Linked DNA regions of Mus musculus: region 1 is linked to region 2. The links are chromatin contacts, called in public promoter capture Hi-C maps. All regions are on one chromosome and are shown on one strand. The core of a region is the stretch at or near the end of the contact, and the rest is flanking DNA. Distances in the headings are between cores, read along the strand shown. Region 1 holds the start of D230025D16Rik (RIKEN cDNA D230025D16 gene). Region 2 holds the start of Ces2e (carboxylesterase 2E).

The links. Promoter capture Hi-C pulls out the DNA fragments that hold promoters and counts their contacts.
Region 1: a contact with region 2 is called in a promoter capture Hi-C map of second pharyngeal arch cranial neural crest. The contact joins the promoter of D230025D16Rik here to the promoter of Ces2e in region 2. A contact is called at or near these places in 4 of 39 promoter capture datasets (cranial neural crest, hippocampal neurons, liver and 1 more), 2 of 484 Hi-C or Micro-C datasets (the AML12 cell line and the N1E-115 cell line) and 1 of 9 other capture datasets (pancreatic islet).

The regions. Positions count from the first base shown.
Region 1 is chr8:105,222,186-105,227,591 of GRCm38.p6, reverse strand. It overlaps D230025D16Rik (RIKEN cDNA D230025D16 gene), which reads right to left and starts at 2,405. Exons shown (of 16, transcript NM_145604.3): 1 at 2,106-2,405. The coding sequence starts at 2,169.
Region 2 is chr8:104,924,839-104,930,071 of GRCm38.p6, reverse strand. It overlaps Ces2e (carboxylesterase 2E), which reads right to left and starts at 3,812. Exons shown (of 12, transcript NM_172759.3): 1 at 3,676-3,812; 2 at 2,860-3,064; 3 at 1,203-1,344; 4 at 457-590; 5 at 117-375. The coding sequence starts at 3,751.

The DNA of each region.
Region 1 (5,406 bases), core at 1,156-3,655, 300 kb before region 2:
TAATCCCAGGCGGATTTCTGAGTTCAAGGCCAGCCTGGGCTACAGAGTGAGTTCCAGGACAGCAAGGGCTACAAAGAGAAACCCTGTCTCGAAAAACCAAAAACCAAACCAAAACAAAACCCAAAAAACAAACAAACAAAAAGTTCAGGTTTTAAGGGCTGCTAAAATGGCAGTGGGCAAGGGTGCTTGTTGACAAACCTGGTGACCTGAATCTGATCACTAGGATTGGCATGGAGGAGAGAACCAACTCCTGTATGCTGTCCTCTGACTTTCAAATGTGCATGATATTCCCTGATACATTTTTAAATGTATATGGGTATTGTTTGGCCTGGAATGTATCTGTGCACATGACGTGTATGTATGTAATGCCTGTGGAGGCCAGAAGTGGTTCTAGGAATCAAATCATCGTCCTCTGAAAGAGCAGCCAAGACTCCAACTACTAAACTTCCCTCCTGCATAAATAAATGTAAAAATGTACACTTTCGACTGATATTGTGGGTCACTTTGGTACTTGTCACTGGGTTTGATCTCAAGTACTACACAGACCCAGTATGGGGAGAGACACAGAGAGAAATATTTTAAGTTCAAACTCAACTTCAGTTTCACTGGGAATCTGAAACCAGTCTGGGCTAATTGTCTAAAAAACAAACAAGAGAACAAACCCTAACTTCAAAACAGGGATGAAGAAGTAGCAAGTCACCACCAAGGCTCAGGTCTGCCCCCAAGTTCAACTCTCAACCTAGGATTTTTGGCTGATATGAAGACAGTGTTTAAAAAAAAAAAAAAAAAAAAAAAAAAAACAACTATTCAAATTCTTGGTTCTTGCAAATTTGCCAAAAGCCCTGGGTAGTTAGTTATGTTAGTTATAGTTCAGTGTTCTGGAAATTTCCTGACCCCAGCTGATCTCCTGTTTGCACTAAATCAAACAAAGAGATACACAGTCTCAGTAAACCATCTGTAGCTGTGGGTCTTAACCAGTCCTGGGATGTCCAGACTAGGTAGGAGTTGTCCAGGGGAGAAAAAAATGTTAATCAGAAGTCAAACATCATTTGCTTTTCAACCACGCTCTTGATGCCTCATATGAGGTTGAATGGAACATGTTCATAGCAGATTAAATTTTGAGAAGTCTACAGGAACAGGCAGTCTAAGTTCTGAGAACCAAGAGCCCTTGATGAAACTGGCTTTTATAATGGGCAAGAAAGAGGCAGGCAGCCACCAAGCCCCAGCAATCTACCCAGCTAGGTAATTCCAATATGCTGTCTCTATAGACAGAGTCGTCTACATTCAAGGATAAGCCATAAACAAATGGAGCAGCTGACTCAGTCCAAGAGCTCCCAGTAGAGAGACAGAGGTTGAGGCCCACACAAACAAGCAGCAGGAACACCTTTTCCCAGCCCCTTCGCTTAGTGCTGCCACTAAGTAAACACACTGGAGTCACTAAATGCAAATACTCTTGTTCACATACGAAGGCCAACTCTCCCCAAGTGACCTAACTGATTTGTCTACCAAGCCAATGTGTAATTTCCACTTCACTCAATTTCAACTTTTAACTCTGGTATCTGGTATTGCGACACCACACGTTAAGAGTACATTTCAAAAGAGAAGAAAACAAGTCGAGAGTTCCTTTTAGAAAAGCAAGCTCATTCCCCCACCACCCCCATCTGATTGTGAGGCATGAGCTTAGGTTTCCCCCACTCCCCTAAAACCAGAGAGAGACAGATCAGAGACCAGAGTGTTGATTAGGTGTGCTACCTAGTTCTTAACTATTAGAGTCAGCAAAATGGGCATAATACTATCGATATTCAGACTTCAGGGAGTTGTATTAGAGATAAATTCAAAAGAGCAGGACCTTCCCACTCCACTAAGTATTTGGTGTGTACTGGCTATTACTATCATAGAGGTCCAAAGAAGGACCCTGCTGAGACATCGCTGATCCTATGACAGACGGGAGGAGCGGGATTCTAAAGCCCGGAGCCGAAAGACTAAAGGGTGAGAAAAGGCGAAGAACCGCGGGCGCAGGGGCATCTGGGGCAGGAACCAGAAGCGGAAGGGACTAGGGAGAATTAAGGGCCAGCCAACAGGATCCCAAAAGACCCCACACTCACCCAGAGTGAATTCCCATTGCTCGTTCCCCAGAGAGCGTTCAGGCACCACCTCCAGGTCCAGCATTGGGTCGGTTCGCTGGGCCGGGCGGCCTCCCTGCGGCAGCGCAGACAGGACCCGGCCTGAGGAGAGCACGCAGCTGCTGACTGGTCGCTCTCGCCAGCCCGCGGACGTCCGGCTCTCCACTCGGTTCCGGGCGGCGACGGCAGCACGAACACAACAACACACTTCACCTCCCTTCAACCTCCCGGGCAGCAGCCCCGGCAGGAGAGGCTGTAGCAACAGCAGCGCCCAGAGCAACTGCAGCAAAAGTGGCGTGCCGGGCCGTAAAGCGTGGCAAAGGCGGGGCTAAATCATGAAGGCGGGGCTTGAGGCGGAGTCGCGCACGCGCAAACTCTGGATCAGAGGCCAGACCCGCGCGGGTAGAGCTGGAGGGAAGAGCAGCTGCTTTAGAACTTAGGGGCCACATTCCAGAGGTCCTGAAACTGCACAGCGCACCATATATGCCTACGCAAGAAAAGGCACAAGGCGGGAAACATGTCACACAAAAATAAAGTCTTCCGTCTGCACACTTGTCCCACTAATCTGCACTAGGAACAAAACGGACAGGAAGGACCCAGTCCCAGAGACTCACGGCCCCGCGGACCATTATCAAGCTTGTCACGTACTGACGCTGGCTGCCACTGCCTAAATTGTTCAGAAACCTACTCTCCTTGGACCCAGTGGTCTCTGAGCAGGGTCCACCTCAGAGTCGAGGATGTATGAGTCCGTTGGCAAGGGTTAGAGCGAGAGGATTTGAGTTAGAAGGCTGAAGAGTTCCGGGCCAGGTCTCATTTCCAGAAATGCTCAACCTAGGGAATACTTTCTAAGCACAGAGGCTGCCTCCTGCAGCTCCGCCTGGAGTCACCATTGCTGCTTGCCAATGCTTTATGGTAGTGACTAAAGCTCTTAAGTGTTCTGTGCCTCCGTTTCCAGTGAGTAGAAGAGGGGCTCCTCTAGTTATTCAGCCAGAATTTTCGGCTTGCTTGCTCTAGGGCACCCTAAAATTAAAAGGCAGCTGAGGCCTCTTTTGATGACAAGACCTCACACCCTCAGTCTCATTTTATAGACGAATAAATGAGGCACAAGGAGGGTAAAGACTTTACCCAAGCTTCCTTGATCCTAGGCAGCAAAGCTCGATTCCCATTATGTTTCCTAAGGGTAGTATTTAGCAGGGAACTAAGTGACAGACTAAATACTCAAACTGGCTATAAAGAAGCCTAACAGTGGATACGTCACAAAATTTCAAGTCAGTGCTATGGGATTAAACAAAATAAAATAAAAATAGTAGAACGTCTTTGAGAAGCATTGCTGCACGCCAAAACAACTGGGTCACTGGGCTGTCTGTCCAGTGGGAAAGTGGCTGCAGAAACGCTGACGTGTGTAGCTAGCTATGTTTAGAGGCTGGGTGTGCTGATTTGTGCCTGCTTGGAATCCCAGCAGTTGGGAGTGAGGCAGTAAAGAAGTTCAAGGTTAGGCCAGCCTGGTCTACAAAGTGAGCTCAGGACAGCCAGGGCTATACAGAGAAACCCTGTCTCGAAAAACAAAAAACAAAAAACAAACAAACAAAAAAAGAAGTTCAAGGTCGGGCTGGAGAGATGGCTCAGCTGTTTAGAGAAGTCAGTGCTCTTCCAGAGGTCCTGAGTTCAATTCCCAGCAACGACATGGTGGCTCACAACCATCTGTAATGGGATCTGATGCCCTCTTCTGGGGTGTCTGAAGACAGCTGTGGTGTACCCATACACATAAAAACAAGCATAACTTAAAAAAAAAAACGTTCAAGGCCATGCTGGGCTACAAAATGAGTTCAAGGCCAACTTGAGATAAAGTAGACGCTGGCTCAAAACAAAACAAAAGAAGGTGGACCCTTCCCCCACCAACTTTCTAAATTGAATTCTAATGCAAAGCAGAGTAGGAATAGTTATATGCTAACAATAACCAAGCAAGCAAGCACCAAACACTAGCTTTTATTTATGAGGAGGGGAAAGGGTCTGGGTTCTGAATAGGGATGCGGTAGGCTGAGCGGAATCTCAGGAAAAGAAAGACAAAGTCCCAGGCTTCTAAATAGGAAGAAAAACGATTTTTAAAGTTTGGATAAGCCACAAAACTGGGAATAATATTGAAGCAACTCCTAGGAGACTCCCAGTTGGTGTAGTGTGTAGTGATTTCTGTGAATTCAGGATGTTATCTTTGCTTATTTAAATGTGACCCATTCAAATTTTGTCCTAAGTAAAAGAAGCTTTGAGCTGGGTATGGCGGTGCACTCCTTTAATCCCAGCACTCGGGAGGAAGAGGCAGGCAGATTTCTGAGTTTGAGGCCTGTCTGGTCTACAAAGTGAGTTCCAGGAAAGCCAGGTTATACAGAGAAACCCTGTCTCCATAAACAAAAACAAAACAAACAAACAAAACAAAATAAGAAGCTTTGAATAGCCGAAAAGCTATTGGCAGAAGCAACAGAAGCAAATTCCAGGCTAGCCTGATCTACATAGTGAGTTTCAGGAGATCCAAGGCTACCTAGAGATCCTGTCTCAAAACAAAAACAAAGTCATGAACAAACAAACAAACAAACAAACAAACAAACAAACAAACCACTCAATGAATATTAGCGAAGAAGCTTAATTCCAGAGGATGCCTTTAAATGACAATTTTCCTAAAATAAGGGATGTTCAAAAATATGAGAAAGTAATCAATGAAGACTGTGTTCAGGAAGATAAATAATCCTGGTATCCTACAAATTGGATTTTGAGGGCAGCCTCAGAGAACAGCAGCTAATTAATAGCAAAACAGATGGACTGATAAATCCCAGTTCTACCTTAGCTCCGTATCTTGGGCAAATTAGTTCATTTCTTCAGGCCTGTTATCTGTTTGTAAAACAACCATGCACCTACCTCACAGATCTGTTAGTGGGTCTGCGCGCTTTTGTGTCTGGCTTATATGAAAACATTTTTAAATGTAATTTACAAATTACTTGATGGAATTGACAGGAGTTACTGTGTGCACATAGGAGGAGAGGAAGAGGCGAGTCAACCCTGGGGCTGTAGAGATGACCTACGTTCAGTCCCCAGAACTCAAGCCCAGCACCTCGCAACCACTTGTAACTCCAGCTCCTCTCTCTCTCTCTCTCTCTCTCTCTCTCTCTCTCTCTCTCTCTCTCTCTCTCTCTCACACACACACACACACACACACACACACACACACACCCCTAAATCAGGTGGATGGCTGAGTCATTTAAGAAAGGAGCTGGAGGAGCACGCATTCTTTCTG
Region 2 (5,233 bases), core at 2,563-5,062:
CAGTGAAGGGAAGTTACTTCCCATGGCTTTCATTTTTCCCTGCTGAACACAGTACCAGCGAACTAGGGTGAGTGCTAAGACAGTAGGTCGGTGTTGGAGGGGTGGAGTGCACTCACTCTGTGAACCATCTCAGAGGAGCTGGAGATAAGATCAGGGAGCACAGCTACTCCACTCTCCATGATGGCACCATGGAAGAGTCCCTGGGACATGGGGGACACAACATGTGAAGACACACTTGTGCCACCTGCTGACTCTCCAAAAATGGTGACTCGGTCAGGGTTGCCTCCAAAGTGGACAATGTTTTGCTGGACCCAACGAAGGGCAGCCACTTGGTCCAGGTATCCCCAGTTGCCTTTGGCATGCTGGTCTCCAGTGCTGAGAAGTAGAAGGGTCATGAATCAAAGGTCTGTCCAGGTTCTGATCATTCCACATTGCCAAACCCTACCCCCAACTCACCTGAAGAATCCCAGAACACCCAGGCGGTACTGGATAGCGACCACCACCACATCCTCAGTTGCTGCCAGCATGGATCCATCATACATGGAAGCCATGCCAACAGTGAGTGCACCACCATGGATCCATACCATCACCTGGAGAAGTCAAGAGAGATGTCAGGAGGCTTCTATTTAGCATACATTCATGTGGGACTGCCTGCTAGATTATCTACTGCTTTTTATTTATACAGCTATACACACCTATAGGACTACTCATCATCTTAGACCCAAGATACAGATGAGGAATTAATCTCACCAGAATATTTCCAAGCTTCACTGTAGTACCAAGAATCTCAGTCTAGAGTAATGTCAATATCACTCTAGACTCCTCAAAAGCAAAGAAGGGTGTCTCCATATGCATTTTTTTCTAATTATAAACCAAAAGGATTGCCAGATCTCATTGGCACAAACAATATCCCAAAGCTGGAAATTTGGCTTATCTCAGTGTTCAGCCCTTAGGAACCTGACTGCATCTCTAGGGATCAACTTGGTTGAGAAAGTCCCGAGTTAGTTCCTGGAACACAACCTCTGACCTCCCAGTGCTCCATTGCTCAGTGTCCCTAGTGTTCAGCTGCCAATTGTGGGTAAGAAGGTCTTATTGAACCACTAGGGTCTACACTATAGCAGAACTCAGTTGTTTTGTGCTTTCTAATCTTCCTAAGAAAGAAAACCCCACTGCCACCCAGTTGACCATGACCCAGCTCTCACAGGTAGGTTAGAACCCTCATGGGCATGGGCTGGTACATAGATGTTGAGATACAGGCAGTCCTCAGACATAGAGATGGGAGGCAGGATCAAGTTCATCATCTTCAGATCCTCTGAACCCATCAAATTGTCATTTTGTAGACACCTGATGACAATGGCAGACAGTTAATACAAGAGATATTTACTGGTCAATATCAGGTCTTATCAGTCTGGGTTGTCTCTCAGCCACTTTTAGCCACTTCCCTCCAAGTTGTCCTGCTAATGTATGATTCTCTCTAAAGAGTTAGTTCCTGGAACAGAACCTCTGACACCCCAGCACTCCATTGCTCAGTGTCCTATACCTAGGGTTCAGCTGCCAATAGTGGATAAGAAGGTCTTCTTGAACCCACGAGGGTCTACACGGTAGCAGAACTCAGGTTTTTTGTGCTTTCTAGTATCCCTAAGATTTCCTTTTCCTACCATGGTAAAGGCTGCAGGCTTATTGAAATCTGAGGTAGAATCAGATTTCCAGAGAGGTCCCCACTTGGGTGAAGGCATATATTTTATTCTTTTTTGAGTTTGGCTTCTGGGGAACTCCTGGAGGCTCTATGAGAATAATTTCCCGTGAGCAGCGATAAGCACCAGTTCTGTTAGTACTCTTTAATGCCTATTGAGAAGGTTAGTCTTAATTTTTACCTTAAGATAACATAGAATCACTTGGGAATATAGTCTCAGTGAAGGATTGTCTAGATCAGGTTAGCCTATGGGGATTTCCTTGATTCTGTTAATTGAGGTGGTAAACTTTTCAACCATGGGGGGAACCATTCTCTAAGAAGGGGCTTCTGAATAGTATGAACAGAGAAGGCAAACTGAACATTAGGCAGTAGGTATGCATTCCTTGCTCTCTGGTCCCATTTAAAGATGTGATATTATTTATTCCCTTAAGTTTCCCCCTTGTAGTCTATGGTAACATGGAGTTGTGACCCATAATAAACAGTTTCTGTCTTAACCTGCTTTTTACCAGGTATTTTATCACAGCTACAAGAAACAAAATGAAGATACCAAGATAATGTTGTGCAATACCTACACAGGCACTAAGGGGTGCAGTGGACAATGTCCCAAAAACAATGTCCCAAAGACCCATGGGATGTTCTTTACCCTACTTCCAGAAACTCTCAGGACCTCTACTTCACACGTAATCTTCAGAGGAAGGTTTTATATGTTTCTTTGGACAATGGCACTTGGCTCCTTTGGTTGTATGAGGAACTGTAGAGGCTGGAGTTGTGAAAGGACACATCACTGCTGCCCTCCTGAGAGACTTATAGTACATTATACTTGACTCTGGGCTCTTGCTGGTTAAGGTGTTTATACTGACCTTTGTCCATAGACCTCATTTATGGTGGCAGAGATCACTTGGCATATTCTGAATCTAGGAACCATTCATATCTGTTTCTCACTGCAAAACTGAGAGATAACGTATAGGAACTGATCTTTGACCCAGGAGACTGGCAAAGTTTTTTCTATTAGAAGCCTTAGCTATGTATCTAAAAATGCACAACGCACTGCACATCATAGACAGAAAACTTCTATGGGGTTGAGAAGAAGGAAGCATTTCATTTGCTCCCAGAGCTTAAAGCATGCTTTTACCCCCGGCCTGCAATTGTCTAGGTCCAAAACTTACATGTTTGGATGTGAGGTCCCATCCCTCACCCCACTCCATGGCTCAGGGGCCTCAGGAGGTGCAAAGCGCAGTGGTCCTACAGGAGGCTTGGCAAAGGGGATTCCCAGGAAGGTATGAACAGCGATGTCAGTGTCCTTCACGTGGACAAGGCTGCCTCTCACCTGGCCTGTGTGTGTGTTCCTGATGGGGCTGGCTGAGTCCTGACCTGTGGGTGGAGATGCCAACATGGTTAGTTTTGCCCAGGCAGTTGCCACTACATGGTTTATTCCCACCTTATTTTCACTAAGTGCCCATGGGGAAGGGAATTTGGGGTGTGTAGGCTCAGGTGTGGGATGTGCGAGTAGGAGCTTCTACATAACCCCCAAGCCAGGAACATTACTTATACTCCTTTTGAATGGTAGCAGGGCATGTCTCTAAGGAGGAGACATGCTCAGAGCCACTTGACAGCATGGATGTATTCTTTTCATCATCACCGAAAGGTCTGTAGCAGCCACAGTCACACAGGGAGAGAGGAAATGATACCTTTGCTCTCTTTCCTCTAACCTTCAGGTGCAGCACTTCTTAGCCCTTCTTCCACTGGAATGATTGTTTTTGGAAAGGGGTGTTCATAGGTATTGCTGACCCTCTATGTGCAGCAGGGTTCACTCTGTGGGCTTTGGTGAAGGCATTGGGAGGCACACATTTTCCACCCTTTTTATCTGCCATCTTTACCAGCTTTTCCCTCCCTGGTGACTTCCCTCCCACAAACGAACCTGCTGACTCCGAGGAACTGAGCAGCTCTGACCTGTTCCTCATTGCTCACTGAATGACTCTCACCTTGCACATGCAGAACGAGAAGCAGGACCCCACAGGCCACAGCATTCAGCCATCCAAGAAGTTTGTATAGTGGCATAGTCAGCTCTTAGATCTGAGTCTGTGTTGCTCCAGGATATCTGTGTGCTATGGACAGGAAATAAAAGATGTGGGTCTTGCCTAGGCAGGAATTTGGACCTAAAATAAAGTAGGCAGGAAATTCACTAGGGCGGGGCAAAGTTCGTATTGCCAAAGAAGAGCAGGCCAGCAGGAAGCCAAAGCAATCTCTATTCCTGCTCTTTGGCCTCCTAGAAAGGTATATCATGCCATCTGAAGTCCTTCTGTAACACAGGGAGTCCTATATTCAAGCCTAAGTCAATTCAAACCATGATCACTGTCCTTGTACTCATTGGGCAGATGTTAGTGTTGTTCTGGAGTTCAGAGAACAGGAATCTGTAACAGAGACAGCCTGGGGGGCTTCTTCAAGTAGGTATGTATTCAAGATAAGAGAGGGGAGGGGGAGGGAGGGGGAGAAGAGAGGGAAGGAGGGAGAGAATGTGTTCAGAATATGTCCATTACAGTGATCTTAGGGTCTATATGGACCCCTCCACATGTGTCCTGGCTATTTCACTGAAACACCACAATGTGGCACTTCGCAAGTCTCATTCCTTATTCACACCACCTCTGTAATATATGTTTCCTCTTTTAGCCAGCTCCTGCTGAGATCAACTTTCATAGTTCTTTATCTACTTAAGGAGCACTTTCCATTTTTTTCTATTTCTTTCTTTCTTGTGCATGTGTTTATATGCATGTGTGAATGCCATGCCACACATGTGAAATGCCTCTTCCGTCAGTCAGATCATTCCACCATGTGGATATAGGGGACCCATTTTAGGTCTCTGGCCTTTTGAAAATTCCTTGGCACATTGTGCCATCTCCTGGTCTTCACTTAGCAAACATTTACTCAGGTCCTGCTAGTCTAACACTGAACTCTCAGTGTCTGAGCTCTCAGAGTCTATGATAAAGCCAAAGGTACAGGTCTACACTAGGTGTGTAATAATCACAAAGAACCCTGGCAGAACACACCAAAGAGTACAGGACTAGGAGCTCCCACAATGCCCAACGGATCTCCTAGAGGGCATGATACAGGGATCAAAGTAAGCCTGAAGTCTGAGAATTTGCCTTCACTCTGTATTTCCAGATCCTGATAATTTATGGGCCTAGCACTGCGGGCGGAGCTACATCCTTAAGGCTTCTCTGTCTCTGCAAGCATGATACAGCCAAGCCTTTCCCTACCAACACTGGCTATTGTTTCAATGTAGTGGCTGCAATGCACTCCTGACCAGTCTGCTGTCCCAGCCCTCACTGGCTGCTCCTCTCCCTCCTCTCAGTTCCTTGAGCAAAGAAACTGATGCGCTGTAGGGCTACGAGGTCGTCTTCAGTTCCTTCTTTCTCAGGGTCAAGGAATCAGCATCTTCAAGTTTTCAGGGCTTCCTGGTGCTTCCTCTTAATACAAGACTTTCTCAGCTCTACTGGTGTAGTGGTTTGAAAGAGAATAGCCTTTACAGACTCATATATTTGA